Regions from separate parts of the Mus musculus genome. Here all the other regions are linked to region 5. Evidence: chromatin contacts called from public ChIA-PET, Hi-C and HiChIP or PLAC-seq data. All regions are on one chromosome and are shown on one strand. The core of a region is the stretch at or near the end of the contact, and the rest is flanking DNA. Distances in the headings are between cores, read along the strand shown. Region 1 overlaps Gm41600 (predicted gene, 41600). Region 2 overlaps Gm19585 (predicted gene, 19585). Region 3 has its middle 34 kb from the start of Gm19585. Region 4 overlaps Plcl2 (phospholipase C-like 2). Region 5 has its middle 40 kb from the start of C330011F03Rik.

The links. A called contact is a pair of places that touch in the nucleus more often than the background predicts. ChIA-PET counts read pairs in DNA pulled down with a chosen protein or histone mark. HiChIP or PLAC-seq counts read pairs in DNA pulled down with a chosen protein or histone mark.
Region 1: a contact with region 5 is called in a Hi-C map of double positive thymocytes, with 8 times the contacts expected there. The contact joins two enhancer-like sites. A contact is called at or near these places in 1 of 484 Hi-C or Micro-C datasets (double positive thymocytes) and 1 of 115 datasets of contacts at active chromatin or transcription factors (large pre-B cells).
Region 2: a contact with region 5 is called in an RNA polymerase II ChIA-PET map of memory CD8 T cells, with 40 read pairs. The contact joins two enhancer-like sites. A contact is called at or near these places in 1 of 15 datasets of contacts at CTCF or cohesin (pro-B cells), 4 of 484 Hi-C or Micro-C datasets (the C10 cell line, CD4 T cells, CD8 T cells and 1 more) and 7 of 115 datasets of contacts at active chromatin or transcription factors (CD4 single positive thymocytes, CD8 T cells, T-cell acute lymphoblastic leukemia and 4 more).
Region 3: an H3K27ac HiChIP or PLAC-seq map of T-cell acute lymphoblastic leukemia shows a contact between it and region 5, with 8 times the contacts expected there. The contact joins two enhancer-like sites. A contact is called at or near these places in 1 of 39 promoter capture datasets (the C10 cell line), 2 of 15 datasets of contacts at CTCF or cohesin (pro-B cells and stem cell-derived epiblast-like cells), 9 of 484 Hi-C or Micro-C datasets (B cells, the C10 cell line, CD4 T cells and 4 more) and 2 of 115 datasets of contacts at active chromatin or transcription factors (T-cell acute lymphoblastic leukemia and large pre-B cells).
Region 4: a contact with region 5 is called in an RNA polymerase II ChIA-PET map of memory CD8 T cells, with 8 read pairs. The contact joins two enhancer-like sites.

The regions. Positions count from the first base shown.
Region 1 is chr17:52,310,874-52,313,573 of GRCm38.p6, reverse strand. It overlaps Gm41600 (predicted gene, 41600), which reads right to left. Exons shown (of 3, transcript NR_169078.1): 2 at 1,642-1,712. Among named protein-coding and RNA genes, the nearest start is that of Gm41600, 7.7 kb to the right of the region's middle. Within about 2 kb of position 1,358, at least 10 of the 459 cell types and tissues checked have an H3K27ac peak or open chromatin away from gene starts, as enhancers often do. A contact at or near this core is called in double positive thymocytes, where this site is marked.
Region 2 is chr17:52,161,432-52,164,131 of GRCm38.p6, reverse strand. Gm19585 (predicted gene, 19585) reads right to left here. Exons shown (of 4, transcript NR_155494.1): 4 at 646-1,338. Among named protein-coding and RNA genes, the nearest start is that of Gm19585, 13 kb to the right of the region's middle. Within about 2 kb of position 1,366, at least 81 of the 459 cell types and tissues checked have an H3K27ac peak or open chromatin away from gene starts, as enhancers often do. A contact at or near this core is called in CD4 single positive thymocytes, CD8 T cells, T-cell acute lymphoblastic leukemia and 3 more, where this site is marked.
Region 3 is chr17:52,181,503-52,184,202 of GRCm38.p6, reverse strand. No RefSeq gene overlaps it. Among named protein-coding and RNA genes, the nearest start is that of Gm19585, 34 kb to the right of the region's middle. Within about 2 kb of position 1,277, at least 20 of the 459 cell types and tissues checked have an H3K27ac peak or open chromatin away from gene starts, as enhancers often do. A contact at or near this core is called in B cells, T-cell acute lymphoblastic leukemia, Th1 cells and 1 more, where this site is marked.
Region 4 is chr17:50,579,171-50,581,870 of GRCm38.p6, reverse strand. The region is part of intron 1 of Plcl2 (phospholipase C-like 2); the gene reads right to left. Among named protein-coding and RNA genes, the nearest start is that of Plcl2, 71 kb to the right of the region's middle. Within about 2 kb of position 1,265, at least 40 of the 459 cell types and tissues checked have an H3K27ac peak or open chromatin away from gene starts, as enhancers often do. A contact at or near this core is called in memory CD8 T cells, where this site is marked.
Region 5 is chr17:51,407,203-51,409,902 of GRCm38.p6, reverse strand. No RefSeq gene overlaps it. Among named protein-coding and RNA genes, the nearest start is that of C330011F03Rik, 40 kb to the left of the region's middle. Within about 2 kb of position 1,407, at least 90 of the 459 cell types and tissues checked have an H3K27ac peak or open chromatin away from gene starts, as enhancers often do. A contact at or near this core is called in B cells, CD4 single positive thymocytes, CD8 T cells and 7 more, where this site is marked.

The sequences.
Region 1 (2,700 bases), core at 109-2,608, 900 kb before region 5:
CTGCATCTTGCTAGATCCATCCCATCTTCAATCCTCCCTTTCTCTCATTAGTCTTTCCAGATGAGCTATTCTGGGCTTGCTCATTTATCTTAACCATTGCTTTGCATCAGGGATGGGGCAAATATTGGGTTTTATTAATCATTGTATTATTTTTTCCTGCATTATATAAGGAAATAAAAAAATAAATAAAGGAATGAAATGAAGAGAGAGTTGAGTTAAATCTTGCTGAATACAAATTCTAATAGAATTGTCAATACCCTCTCCAGTCATCACCAAATGCACTGCCTTGTCGTTTTCCTTCCTTAGGACCTCATAAGATGATATGAAGAAGGTTGGCTGTTTTCCTAATGTTGCCATGACAGGATTCCCGTGAAACCCTGAGAATGCATACATATAAAAGGCTACTAAATTATACATATTTTTATTTTGTATAATGAAATAAAATAAATGTAAGGAAGTTCTGGAATTTAGAGCTAAAAAGGCCTTCAAACAGCATCATTGTGTCTATTCACTTTGGCTTAACGAGATGGAAATACAGGGAGGTAAACTGCAGTGACCAAATGTATAACAGCTTTAAAGATGGGTCTATAGAATATTGAATTTCTCATTTAGAATAGATTTTTGCATTTAAACCAAGTTAATATCTCGACATTCTTTCTTTAGTACTCAAGGCCAACACAAGGTTGGAAGGGCTTAATAAGAAAAAGAAAAGAAAGTCATATGCATAATATTGAATAAATACATACATAGAACAAGAATATAGTCTACAATATTTTAAAAAGCTGAAAAGTAGAGAAAATATTCAAAATACTATATAGCAACAATATTTGTTTGCATTAATATTCCTCAGACCTGTCTATTATTTTGAGATTATTGAGTTAGTGATAGCAAAAGAATCTTCTCTAATAATATGCTAAATTTTTAAAAATTAATATATATTTTACTTAATAGTTAAATGAGGAATTTTCCCCAGATTAAAGACATCACCATTGGCTATTTTTGACAGGTATTTACGTGTAGACGCAGAGCCATGACCACTTAAGCTACCTCAGACATCACCAGGCTCATAATGAGAAATGAGAGTGTGAGCACTAAGTCAACAGACTTGAAGGAAGCCAATGCTTCCTGGGTACCAGTCACTGAGGGTAGTGGGAATATAAAGAATAAACATGGGTTTTCCTTACACTTTGGGGGGAAAAAGTAAATGGAAAATAAGAATCCAGTGTCATGCTGATAACGGGGGGTTGAATAAAGGACCTCTGCATCTTTTTCAGGGGGCTGTTGTGGGGAGACATTTGCAGAGGAAGTGACTTCAAGGTGCATGCTGAAGGATGAATCAAATGAGGAAATCATCAGAACAATGTGTACAAGATGAAGAGACAGCAAAGAAGGTGCCACAGCTTTGTTAGACCTAAAATGAAGATGGAAGATAGCATCTTTTGAGATTTGACAGACAAGGACCCATACATGCAAAAACATGTATTTTCTGCTGCAGTTGAGCAATGTTTATATCAAGAGGCCCTTTGTCTTAACCAGTTTGCTCTGCTAGAATAGGATCTGATATCTAGGGTCGGTAAAAACAGAACATTCATTTCTTATAGATCCAGACGCTCAAAGTTCAAAGTCAAAGTTCTGACAGACCTAGTATCGGCTGCGGATCCTCCTTCTCCCACTGTGTAGACAGATATCTTTTTATTTCAGATATTTGGTACCTAAAGGAGAGAGGAGAGAGGAAAGAGAGACAAAGAGAAAAATGAAGAGATGTGATGAAGCTATGCTGTACACTTTAAAAGACACAAATTGAATTTTGAGGAATTCACTTTTGTGATTAATTTACTTCCTATGGGCTTTATCTCCAAAACCTTCATAGTGATGGTTAGAATTTCAAAAAAGGACTGTAGGTTATCATATACATTCACTCCTCAGACACTAAAGAACACGTCCTTCATGTGAGGAGCAATATGACCTTGGTTCTGTGGATAGGGTTGACTTCAGGGAGGAAGAAGCAGGCACTGTAAGCTATGAAACACCAGGTCAAACACCTGAGTCTGGGTGAGGCTCTGATTGAGATGATGGGAAGCAGAGTTCTCGATTGTATAAACAAGGATGGGTACCAATTCCTAAGCTGAGAGCAGTATAGACATCCCATCAGTATTCGCCCATGTAATTTGTTTTCATATAAATATATGTGCATGCTTTAATATATCTTAAAGAAAAAAGGCAAGGAAGAAAATCCTTGAACCTAGAGGTGGATCAGAGATTAAGAGCACTTGCTACGCACACACGCATGCCCGCACCTCTATACACAGATACACACATATATGAGGTGTTTTAAATTATTTTTCTTTAAAATATTATTGGTGATATCTAAGTACTCAAATACTTCCTTAGTAGCTATATTCTCCATTTTTTAAATGTAATCTTTCAAAATAGATCCCATTTTCTGTTGTGTATAATATAGCCCCATCACTGCTATGTCGGCATTAATTTTCATTTGTAAATACCTTTATAATTTCAGAGCATGCTTACTTCTCAGATTTCAAAATCTTTATGGCTCCCCACCTTTATTCTCACACTTTCTGATCTTCTCCAAAATGACTCTGAAAGAGGGCAGTTGTAACATCTTCCTGTTACAACCAGCTCTGTTCTTTTTGTCTGACCCTGCTTCCACAGGTAAACAGCTCTTTAATATCCAACACA
Region 2 (2,700 bases), core at 117-2,616, 750 kb before region 5:
ATCACTAGTCTGTTTTTCCTTTTAATATTTTACACTTGGCCCCAGATAGGGAAGAGTGACTGGAACAAAACCGGTTAATACATAGCTTTTTGTGTTCCATTTTTGTAGGTTTTAAAAACTCCAAGGTTGGACACAGAATAAATTAATTCTTTAAAACATTTTACTCTATTCATTTATTTACTGTGTGTGGAGGCATACCACAGTATGCACAATGGAGGACTGTGGACAACCAGAGTGGACCACATGGTGGGAGAAGGGATCAAGATCATGCTGTCAGCTTTGTTAGCAAGTTCTGTTACCCACTGAGCCATCTTGCTGGTCCAGAGTATGTGGTCTTTAACAAATGCATATGGAGGCCTATGAGATGGGTGGCTGAGGTATATAAGATGCTGCTCCAGTCAACCCAGCAATCCTGAAGAGAGTCTGAAGACACTTTCGGTCTTGAGCAGGTCTTCTACTCCAGTTCGGATAAAATGATGCTGAGATACAGAAAGGGGATGAAGTAATCCACAACTCACAATAGGTCACCTGGACATGTATGTCCCAACATGACATCTGTATGTCAATATTTTGTTTTAAGCCTCGAGTAGCCTCAGACTGCTATAAACAGAAGAATAAATGAACATAGAAGTAGACTGGAGGGCTTACATTTATTTGTTTATTTATTTATTTATATCTATTTATTTTACAATCATCTCCCATAGTCTGGCATTTATAAACCCTTAACTACTTATCATCAATCATTTTTGGTCAACTTTGATGTGAGAATGATTTTTATCAAGTGTCCAGGAAACACACCTGGGTAGATCTGCAGAATGGCCCAGAGTATGAGAGGCCATGTAGAAACAGGAAGCCGAACTTCAGTTGAAAGAGTTCATGTTTTCTCTCTGTTCAGATCTCAGACTAAATTTGGCAAGCTGTGAGTGCCCGTGCAAGGGAAGGAAATGCATAACAGAGCAGAGCAACTCATCTTTCATGGCTTTTGGGAAATTATTTGACAGATCCACAGTCATATTATTCTTTAAAAACTCTTTCATGAGGCATTTCCCAAGAAATTCTGATGTTGACTGTGGTGGACTGACGGGTTGTGTTTACGTACTTCTAAGGGACCACAAGTCTACCTGTGTGTGAATGAGCGCCTTCCTAATAAGTAAATGACTCTGCTTTCATGTGTTTAATAATATTTAGACTTCACTTTTTCTTTTTTTTTTCCCCTTATGTTCTCCCAAAGAAGTTTCGGTCTCTCCCATCATGTGTTGTTGTGGTGGTGAGGTTATTTTTCTTGATGAGTCGCACCCACTCACAGTCAACTTGAAGGTCTTTTCCACTGCAGACAGCCTGTGAATGCGCAAAAGGAAGCTGGTTATCTCCACATCAGCAACTCACATCACAGCGTGATCAGAAGTGACATCACTGTGTGGTTTCACTAATGATATTTAAAGGAGATCACTATTTTCAGTTGCTTTTTTAGTCTCAGAAACCTCTGCATCTCCTTCCACTTCGCTGCCCATCTGTCACCCCTCCTCTGTCCCACCAGATTCCTTCTCAGCACTACTCTCCTCTCCATTTCCAGCCTGTGATGACAATGGGTCCTCTCAGGTTTTTCTGGGGTTGTTTTGTTTTGTTTTTTAAAAAAGAGAAAAGTCAAGTCCATTAATACTATTGACTTGGTAACTTTTTTTTCCCAGAATAAGATCTGAGAAGAATTCGAGAAAACCACAGATACTAGAACTGATGAAGACTGTTTCCTGTGAATTTGTGTGGCTTGCTCACCAAGACACCCTCTGCTAGTCTCATTCTTCCTTCTATAAACAATTTCTGCAATTGGCCCTAAAACCCTCTTGGAATGAAGACACAATTCTTACATGCGAACACTTCAATCCAGGTCCAGTTGTAGATCAACAGGACCTACACAGGGAAGCATCTTTGTACAGACATCTCTTAAACAATTGTAGTGAAATGATCTGGTTTGAAATAGGTGTCCAGAAGAAAGTCCTTACCTTTGCGTATGCAGTGGAAACCCTCCGTTTTATGTTTACAGTGATAAAATTTGTATATGTGTGTATGCATGCATGCATGTGTACATATATATATATATATATATATATATATATATATGTATATATTTGTGTTTTGGAGTGCAGGTAAGGAAGGGCTGAAAAGTGATGTGTGGGGGAAAAACAGAAATCACATACACTAACATTCCAATAGAGGAGTTTGTAATGAGCATACAAATGGTAGCAGGATGTGCATTTATTAATATTTTATGGAACTGGGTGCCATGAAATGATATCGGTCTCCACAGCATCATCTTTATAACATGTGAGACCACAAGATTCTCCAGCCATAGTCACTGAGCCTCTTGGGCTCTATCTTCCTCCAGTCTAAAATAGTTTCTTAACCCCATCACAGTCGGCTTGGGGGGATGGATGCTTCTTGTGATAGGGTTTACTTAACAGCATTCCTGGTTTCTGCTTGTCAGACACCAGTATGTTCTATCAGTTTTAACAGTCTCCAGACAGAGCCAGATGTTTCTCAAGGGAGCTGAACAGGCAAAATACCCTATAGCTTACAACCAGTAAATAAAAATAATTAAAGTTTATAATATCTTTCTATTCTAAAACTTGGTGAGAAGAACATCTAAGATACTTTTTTAGAATGTATTTTACTTACCTTTTAACTATTTTACAAATACATAAT
Region 3 (2,700 bases), core at 28-2,527, 770 kb before region 5:
AGTTAGGGGGAGGAGAGTGGTCAGGGGTAGGGCTGATTAAAATATATTATGTGCATGCATAAATCTTTGAAAGAATTAATCAAAATACTATATTTAAATTTAAAATTAATTCTGCCCCTCCCAGCTCTCTCTACCCAAGTGTTTGCTAAGGTGCCACATCCTGTACATGGACTTGGTTTTTCTCCTTCTTTCTACCATGCATGTAATCAACAAGCAAATGTACACCATGTTTTCAAATATCTACAATCACATCTTAGTGCTTTTACTGTTACTAATCCAGTCCAGTTTTCTCTCACCTTGGTCATCTCCCAACTCACCTACATCTCTGTGTTTGTCTCATGTGCTATCTTCCCAGTTCAGCAATTAGAATGGCACAGAATGAGTCTAAACTGTCCACCTTCTTCTCTAAAGCCTCTGATGGAAGCATTTATTACTTAGGACTGAGCACATTTAGCTTATGGAGATCCTCCTCTATCTCTGTCTCATTTCCTGTCTTTCAGCCTCTCTCTGTCTCTGTCTCTGTCTCTGTCTCTCTTTCTCCCTCTCCCTCTCCCTCCCTCTCTCTCTCTCTCTCTCTCTCTCTCTGTCTCTCTGTCTTTCTACTCTCTGCTCTGATGTCTTCACTTCATAGCTGATAATGGTACCACTTTGGTTTCTAATTTTAACTGTCACCATTTGGTGAGAACCTTTTCTGCTTTGTAAGCCATTTATTATGCAATGCCTTCTTTGTAAACTAAAATACTCACAACAAAAACCTTTTTCAAATTCTTTTGATATATAATTACCAAGTACAGTTAATGAGATAATACAAACAAATTGTAGATAATTCTTTCCTCTTCCAAATATCTTGTGGAATCACCTTACTTGGCGTTATACTTTTCTTTCTTCGTGTCTCTTGGTGGCTGGTTGACTAGAGGAAGCAATATCCTTTGCGGTAACCCTGCAGATTATTTTCAAACACAGGCTTTTAAAAACAATTTTAATCTAATCAAAATGTAGTGATAGCCTGGAATTAAAATATGCAAGGAGAGGGTTTCCTAATGCTTTATTTCAGTGGGATGTGAAGTTAGAATTGTTAAGAAATGCAGAATGCTAATTAAGCAGAGTTTGCAAGCTGGGGATGAGAGGAAATAACCTGATGTGAACTCGACATCAACTTTCCTCATTAAAAGTTCACAGAAGCCAATGACCAGATGGCACAGGCTGTAAGGTCATGACCGTGAGGAGTCCTAAGGGGTTGCTCCCTTTAGTCATTCCATCAACCAGCAGGGGGAGACACAGAATGCTTCTTGCTACTCCAGAAACAACTCCCTGAACATGGGGACTTCATCAGGACTCTGTCCCTAACAGGTAGAACAAGTTGGTCCAGGCTGACTAAGCACTGCCCTCTAAATGCTTTTGGTTTCCTGGTTAGAGTTGAGTTTGCATTCAAGTGACTCCTTCGAAGGAAGAACTTGAGTGTATTTGATGGTTTACTTATACTAAATTATAGCATATATAGGTTCATACAAATTTACGTATCACATTCACATAAATACACTTAGTCTATGGTTGTAAAATATTTGTGGCTATGATTGGAATCCATCCAATTAAAAATTTGATTTTTTTCTATCTACTAATATTCACATGTAATTAGTCATAGCCCAAGAGTCAACTCTGTGGGAGATGACAAACAGAAATTTTTATAGGCCTGGAAGCAAAGTGTATTGAATATTTTAAATGTCTATGGTAATAAGGTAACCAGAGGATCTAAGCTTTGTGTTCAATCCCTCAAGAACCAGATAACTTTGCTTTCGTTTACTCAGCCATTCAATTTTGCACTTGCCCAAGATCTCTACCCCATGGCAGCTCCTCAACTAAGTAATAGAAACAATGGAATATCATGATATCTTGTATGTTGGCAAATGGATATTTAACAATGAGGCAGTCTCCTCCAAAAAGCACAACAAATATGAATGAGGTGATAATGTCCCTCAGATGGAGGAATAATTAACTTTGTCTGAAGTAGGCTTGTAGAGAGGGATAATGCCCAAGTGTGGCTTTAAGGACTAACCAAAAAGACTGAGAGACAAGATTGTAAAACAGATCATGAGAACAATATAACTGAGTGAGTCTCCTACATTTGAATTTCAAAAAGGAATCACATATGAGAGAGGCAAGGGGTGTGTGGATTGGGCATAGTAGAGACTAGCAGCCCAAGAATGGAGCAGACTCAGAATAAATCAAGAAAACTTGGCTCTAGTCAAGCAAGCAGCTGTTCAAAGTCAGATCGTTTTTCAGACTCCTCAGTGGGCACACCTGCTGAGAGATGCATCCTAAAGAAAACTGAAGGACCATGGGAACAAATCTAAACCCTAAACATCACAATGGGCATAACATATGGCCTCTTCCTTCAGGAAGGTTACCTCCAACATACTCACAGAAGAGGTTGAGCTGTGAAGTACTAGGTGGCATGGATTCTCAAAAAGTAAATGGTGCATTTAAGGACAATTTCAACTTTAAATTTATTTTTCCTACTCAACAATAATATTTCCTTCCCCAGGCTTTAATTCTAAATATTAAATATTGCACCATGGAAAGCCCTCCAAAAGACTTTCTTGACAAGCAATCTCTGAGACTTTCACATAGCTACAAAGGCAAAATAACTCCAAACAAATCCCTGGTTTCCTTTCCTCATTTGATTTCCTTGAGTAATGATTT
Region 4 (2,700 bases), core at 16-2,515, 830 kb after region 5:
ATTAATCACAGCAGCAGCTGACTCTAAAGTGTTTGTCAAATTCACACTCCTCCTGGGCTTAGAATCACCCCAAGGCTGATCATCCCAAAGCCACTAAGGGATGAATAATAATTAAATTATCGGTGTTGTGTACGTAAGTAAACATTCCCAAGCAAAAGTTCATCATGCCCTAGAATTACTATTTTTTGAAAATCATCTTTCTTTGGCAAGTGACACTATCGACTGAAAGTTCTAAAACAGCAGTTCTTAACCCGTGGGTCCCGATAACCCTTTGTGGTTAAACAGCCCTTTCACAGGAGTCACGCAATCAGGTATCCTATTAGGCATTTACATTACAATTCACAAGAGTAGCAAAATGAGGTTATGAAGTAGCAACAAAAGTCATGCTATGATTGGGGTCCACACACCTGAGGAACTGCATTAAAGGGTTGCAACATTAGGAAGGTTGGGAACCACCGTTCTAAAAGAAGAACTGACTAAAAAATCTCACATGAGTCTTTCTATGCCTTGGCAAAGAAAGCTATGTTTCCTCACTGGCAACAAAACTTCTTAATGTGAACAGAGTCATTTGCAGGAAGTCTGCATCACCTCAGCCTGTTGCCAGGATTCTGGGTCTGTTGCATGGACACCATGTCCTCTGGCACCTGGGCATGCCAGAGCTCTACGGCAAGAAAACTAATTAGCTTTGTATATGATCACATTCCCAAGAGCGTCATAGCCACCAGCATCTCTCTATGGTTGGATCATTCTTCTCTCTGTGGTGGTGATATGGAGTATGATGGTTAAATGAGAATGTCCCCACAGTCCTGGGCATCTGAACACTTGGTCTGCAGTGGTGTGGTGCTTGGGAGATTTAGATGTCTTGCTTTGCTGGAGAAAGTATGTCACCAGAGGCAGATTTTGAGATTCCCAATTTGCTGTTTCATGCTTGCAATTTGAGATGTGAAGTCTTGCTTTGCAGCTCCAGATACCGTACCTGACCGCTGCCATTCCACCCCTCCATGATGACGACGGACGCTTAGCCTTCTAGTGCTATAAGCCCAAGTACTCTATTAAAAGTTGCTTTGGTCATGGACTTTTATCACAGCAGCAGAGTCTAGACCCAAACTTGCTGACTGGCAACAGACATGGAAGTAAGGAGCAGACCACCAGTTTCCCTGTTTCCCTTGGTATTTTCTTTAACCTCCTCCTGTGGAGGGAGCAGGAGTTCCAAAAGTGGTAGCTCACTGACACAAAGCTATAAGTAATAGGAAAAAAAAAAGAGCTTTCACTTTCACATTGCTATTTAACAAGACACCAAAGCAAACCGTGTTTACCAGGTCTGTGAACATTTATGACAATGGAGCCTTCATGGACGGATATCACAAATAAATTTTCATCTGTTTTACAATCATTTGTATTACACTTTCAACGGGTCACCTTGAGAGACTGTCCTATTAACAATCAAAAAGGGTTACCACTTCTTCTGTCATAAGACTGCAACCTAACTATAAAAACAAAACAAAACCAAGGTTTGAGGTAGCCTAAAGAGTGGATAGCCAGTTTTAAATACTATATTCACCGAATAAGCTCTCAGTATAAACTTTGTGTGACTGTGCCTTCTTAAAGTTTAGATGTGGAAAATGAATGCTTGAGACTTGGGGGATGGCTCAGTTGGTAAACTGTAAAGTGCCACACACATGTAGGGTCTGAGTTCAGTTCCCCAGCACCTAAATAAAAATCCATCACAGTGCAAAATCCTTGTAATCCTGCCACTGGAGGCAGACAGACACGGGCCTCCGCATTGTTCTCCTAACAGCCATTGAGTTCTGTGCACCTGACAGCTTTCCCAGCCCAAAGCGCCAGAACCATTCTGTAATCATCCCAATACAAACACGTTAGATTTGTCCAGCAAGACCCTACTTCTGGGAGTAAAGTCTGTCCTGGTTTGCTTTTAATTGTTAGGATAGAATATTCTAAAATGTTCCTAGGAAAAACAACTTGAAGAAGAAAGGGTTTATTTCATATTACAACTCTCAGGTCACAACTCATCATTGAGGGTAAGAGTTCAAGACACAAACCTGGATCAGGAACTGAAGCAGAGATCATGGAGGAGTGTTGCTTACTGGCTGGCTTCCCCTATGTCTCACTCAACTTGCTACTTTGTACAACCCAGGACCCCTGCCCAGGGGTGACACTGCTCTGAGTGTCACCTCCTACATCAGAAAGAAAATGCCTTACAGCCTTTGCAACAGTCCAACTGGGTGGAGGCACTTCCATCATTGAGGGTCTTTCTTCCCAGGTGACTCTAGCTTGTGTCAGACTGGTCAAAAACTTCCCAGCACCACTAACACACACGTTTCTTTCCAGAAAAGCTATCAAAAGTCAAAAGCTTCTCAAGTTGTGTTTTTGCATATTCATGATGATCATGGCAACCTGCTACTTTTTTCAAAGTTTGATAAGATATACTGCTTCAAATATATAGATATATAGATATTGTGTATGTGCATTTATGTATCATACCATTTATTTCCCATGAAGGTAATTAATCCAAAATAATATTTTCGCTTTATCCATGCACTGTGTCATTAAATATCTCCATATATAATCAAATTCAGTAAAATGGCAATATGGCTCAGCAGTTAAGAGTATATTCTGCATAAAGATGAGGAGATGAGTTCAAATCCCTACACACATATAAAATAAGAGCTATAACCATGT
Region 5 (2,700 bases), core at 158-2,657:
CACACAGAGAGAGAGAGAGAGAGAGACAGCAAGGAAGACAGAACACTCACACAACGGCCCTCTACCTGTACCTCACGATGCCAGCCAGAGGCCCTACATGTGTCCTTGCCAGGAGAAACAACTTGGTATTTTTGGGAAATGCTGATTCTAGGGATTAATTTCTAAATGTTTGGAACAAGATGGGGAGTGCTCTTAAAAAAATACAAGTTGAAATGAAATACAGCTCATTTATTAGCATCTGAAACAAGAATGCATATTGCCCACACACTAAGTACCTTTAAAGTTATGTATCAAATGAACAACAAAAGTCTAATGTATTTTACTTTCTTGACAAAAGCAAGAAAAAACGAGAAATCCCTACTTTCACAATCTGCAAGCGATACCATGTGAGCCGATTACCAAGGCGTTCCAGAGTTTTAAGGGGTACAGGTAGGTACTTAAGCTCTATTAGCTTCCTGATAAATCCATTTCTAACTAGACCTCAGAGAGATGCTGGGATATCGGAAGCATATAAATGCAGCTTGGTAGTTAGCACTGGACACCACCACACAGTTAAAAGTGGCCTGTATATGTATTTTTAAACCTCTTTTTGTCTTGAAGAATGGAAGCTTTCCCTTTTCTTTGTCTAGAAAGGTCTTCAATCAGAGAAATCCTCTTTCCTTCGCCTGTCTCCAGTCAGATCCTAAGGCCAGCCTCACTCATCACTCCCTAATCCTCAGGCAGCACCCTTTCGTGCCTGTACTGGGATCGGTTCTCTTCCTGAGACCCTGCACAGACTTGTTTCCCTGCTTGCAGTTAGAGAAGGGGCCAGAAACTCATGCCCCACGTTTCACTCCCCAACTCTACAAGGCACAGTCAAACCCCTAGGACAAATTGCTGAGTGCTCCAAGTCTCAATTTCCCAGTCGTCCCATGGGTTGGCTCAATGGACATCTTCTCAGCCACACCCTAAAGCCCTAATAGCTGACAGGAGATGAGAGATGAGTGGAGCCATGCTTATGAAAAGCTTGGCACTCTTTAGTGGAGACACACTGTTTAATTACAAGAAAATGTATTCATGGGTCAAAGAGTCCCCCCACCACCCCACCACCCCACCGCACCTCCATTTTTAGTGAAAAATCCTGGAAGTGCTACAAACTGAAGCTTGTGTGTACATTTTGCACCTGTGGCAGGAGAAATGTTTATCTAAAGAGGACACACTGAAGTGTGGTTAGAACAAGAGAAGAAATGAAAAGAAAGGGAGATCGCTATCAGTCTTGCTGACACTTAAAGTGAAAGGGAAACGGAAGGGAGAGGGGGAGGGGAATAGGAGGGGGAGGGGCAGTGTCATGGAGAGAAAACAGGAAACAGGCATCAAGGTTTAAACTTAGACAACAGCATGAGCCACACACCATTATGGCCCAGCCTCATCCTGTCTTTCTGTTATCTAGGCTGAGTATACTCTGCTTCACACAGATGAGAGATCAGAGCTTCCAAGAGTACAGCTTCACTCATGGGCAACACCAGAGCTAGTTTACAGCAGCGATAGGAACACAGCCCCGTTTCTGCGACCCTTGGAGAGGTTCCTCCCACCGTGCGTTTGGAACACTGACTGTGTGTTCCAAACCAGGCTGGTACAAAAGTCTACTCATGACTAAGTTTATCGATTTCAAGTACACAGATTGCTGGTGTTATTGGAATTTTCAAGTGTGAGATCTTCAAGGTCATCTTTAAGAAAAATTATAATTCCTTCTATACTAGTTGGGTTCTTCATAATACACTTTAGTTGTTTATTGACCTGCAGAGCACTGTGGTATGGGTCAGATATCTTTGCCTTCTAGGAGCTTATAGTCTTCCTTGAGGGAGGAGAACTTAAATTATCAAAGCTTGAGAGATAGGCCCAGATGAGGACATGGTGATGGTGATAAGGTGTTCAAGGATTTGCTAAAAGAGGTTGGAAGGGATCACTAGAAGGTTGGGGTGGGTTAGCTCCCACCAGCTCCCACTAGTGAGTTCAGAGAGGAAAATAAACATGTGTGACCAGCATTCAGAGCTCTGTACAGGGCACACCATGGATGGGATTTATGGGCATTGAGACAGTGAGTTCACCCGTCTTGTTGGTGCAGAAAATGGGATACATGGCTAAGAAGAAAAGTCCAGACTGGGGAAGGCAGAATGGAATAGAGACTTTATCCTTGAGCTATAAGAAGTCATTGTGACTTTGTCCAGGGTGCAATCAATGTCAGAATCAATGTAGTATGGTGTTCTATCAAGAGGAAAAGCAGTTTAAAGACCTTCTCAGATTGGCAGTGACCCTAAAGAGGTTAAACATGGCTGTCTAATTCATTGTGTCACCAGTGAGCTTTTATCAGTACAAATGGGGAAAAGTAAGTGGCCTCTGATGCTCCCCAAAGACCAAGTATAAAAGCATCCTCCCGATTAGGAGTCATTGAAAAGTAGGATGACGTCCAGTTCTAGAGACCCATCTTGTCCAACCCCTTCCCCCAGACAAAATGTGTGTCCAAAGGAGAATTATCAGACAGAAATCAAAAACAATGTGTGGAAGATGGAGGGCGGAAGTCAGAATTAGCACTACTCAAAAGCTGGCCCAGCCAACAGCCACCATGCTCCCCCCAACACCATCTGCTGCCTCCTCAGTAGAGCTGAGAGGAAATCCACAGGCACATGTGGCTGCTTGTTCCAGCCTGGTTAACAGTTCACC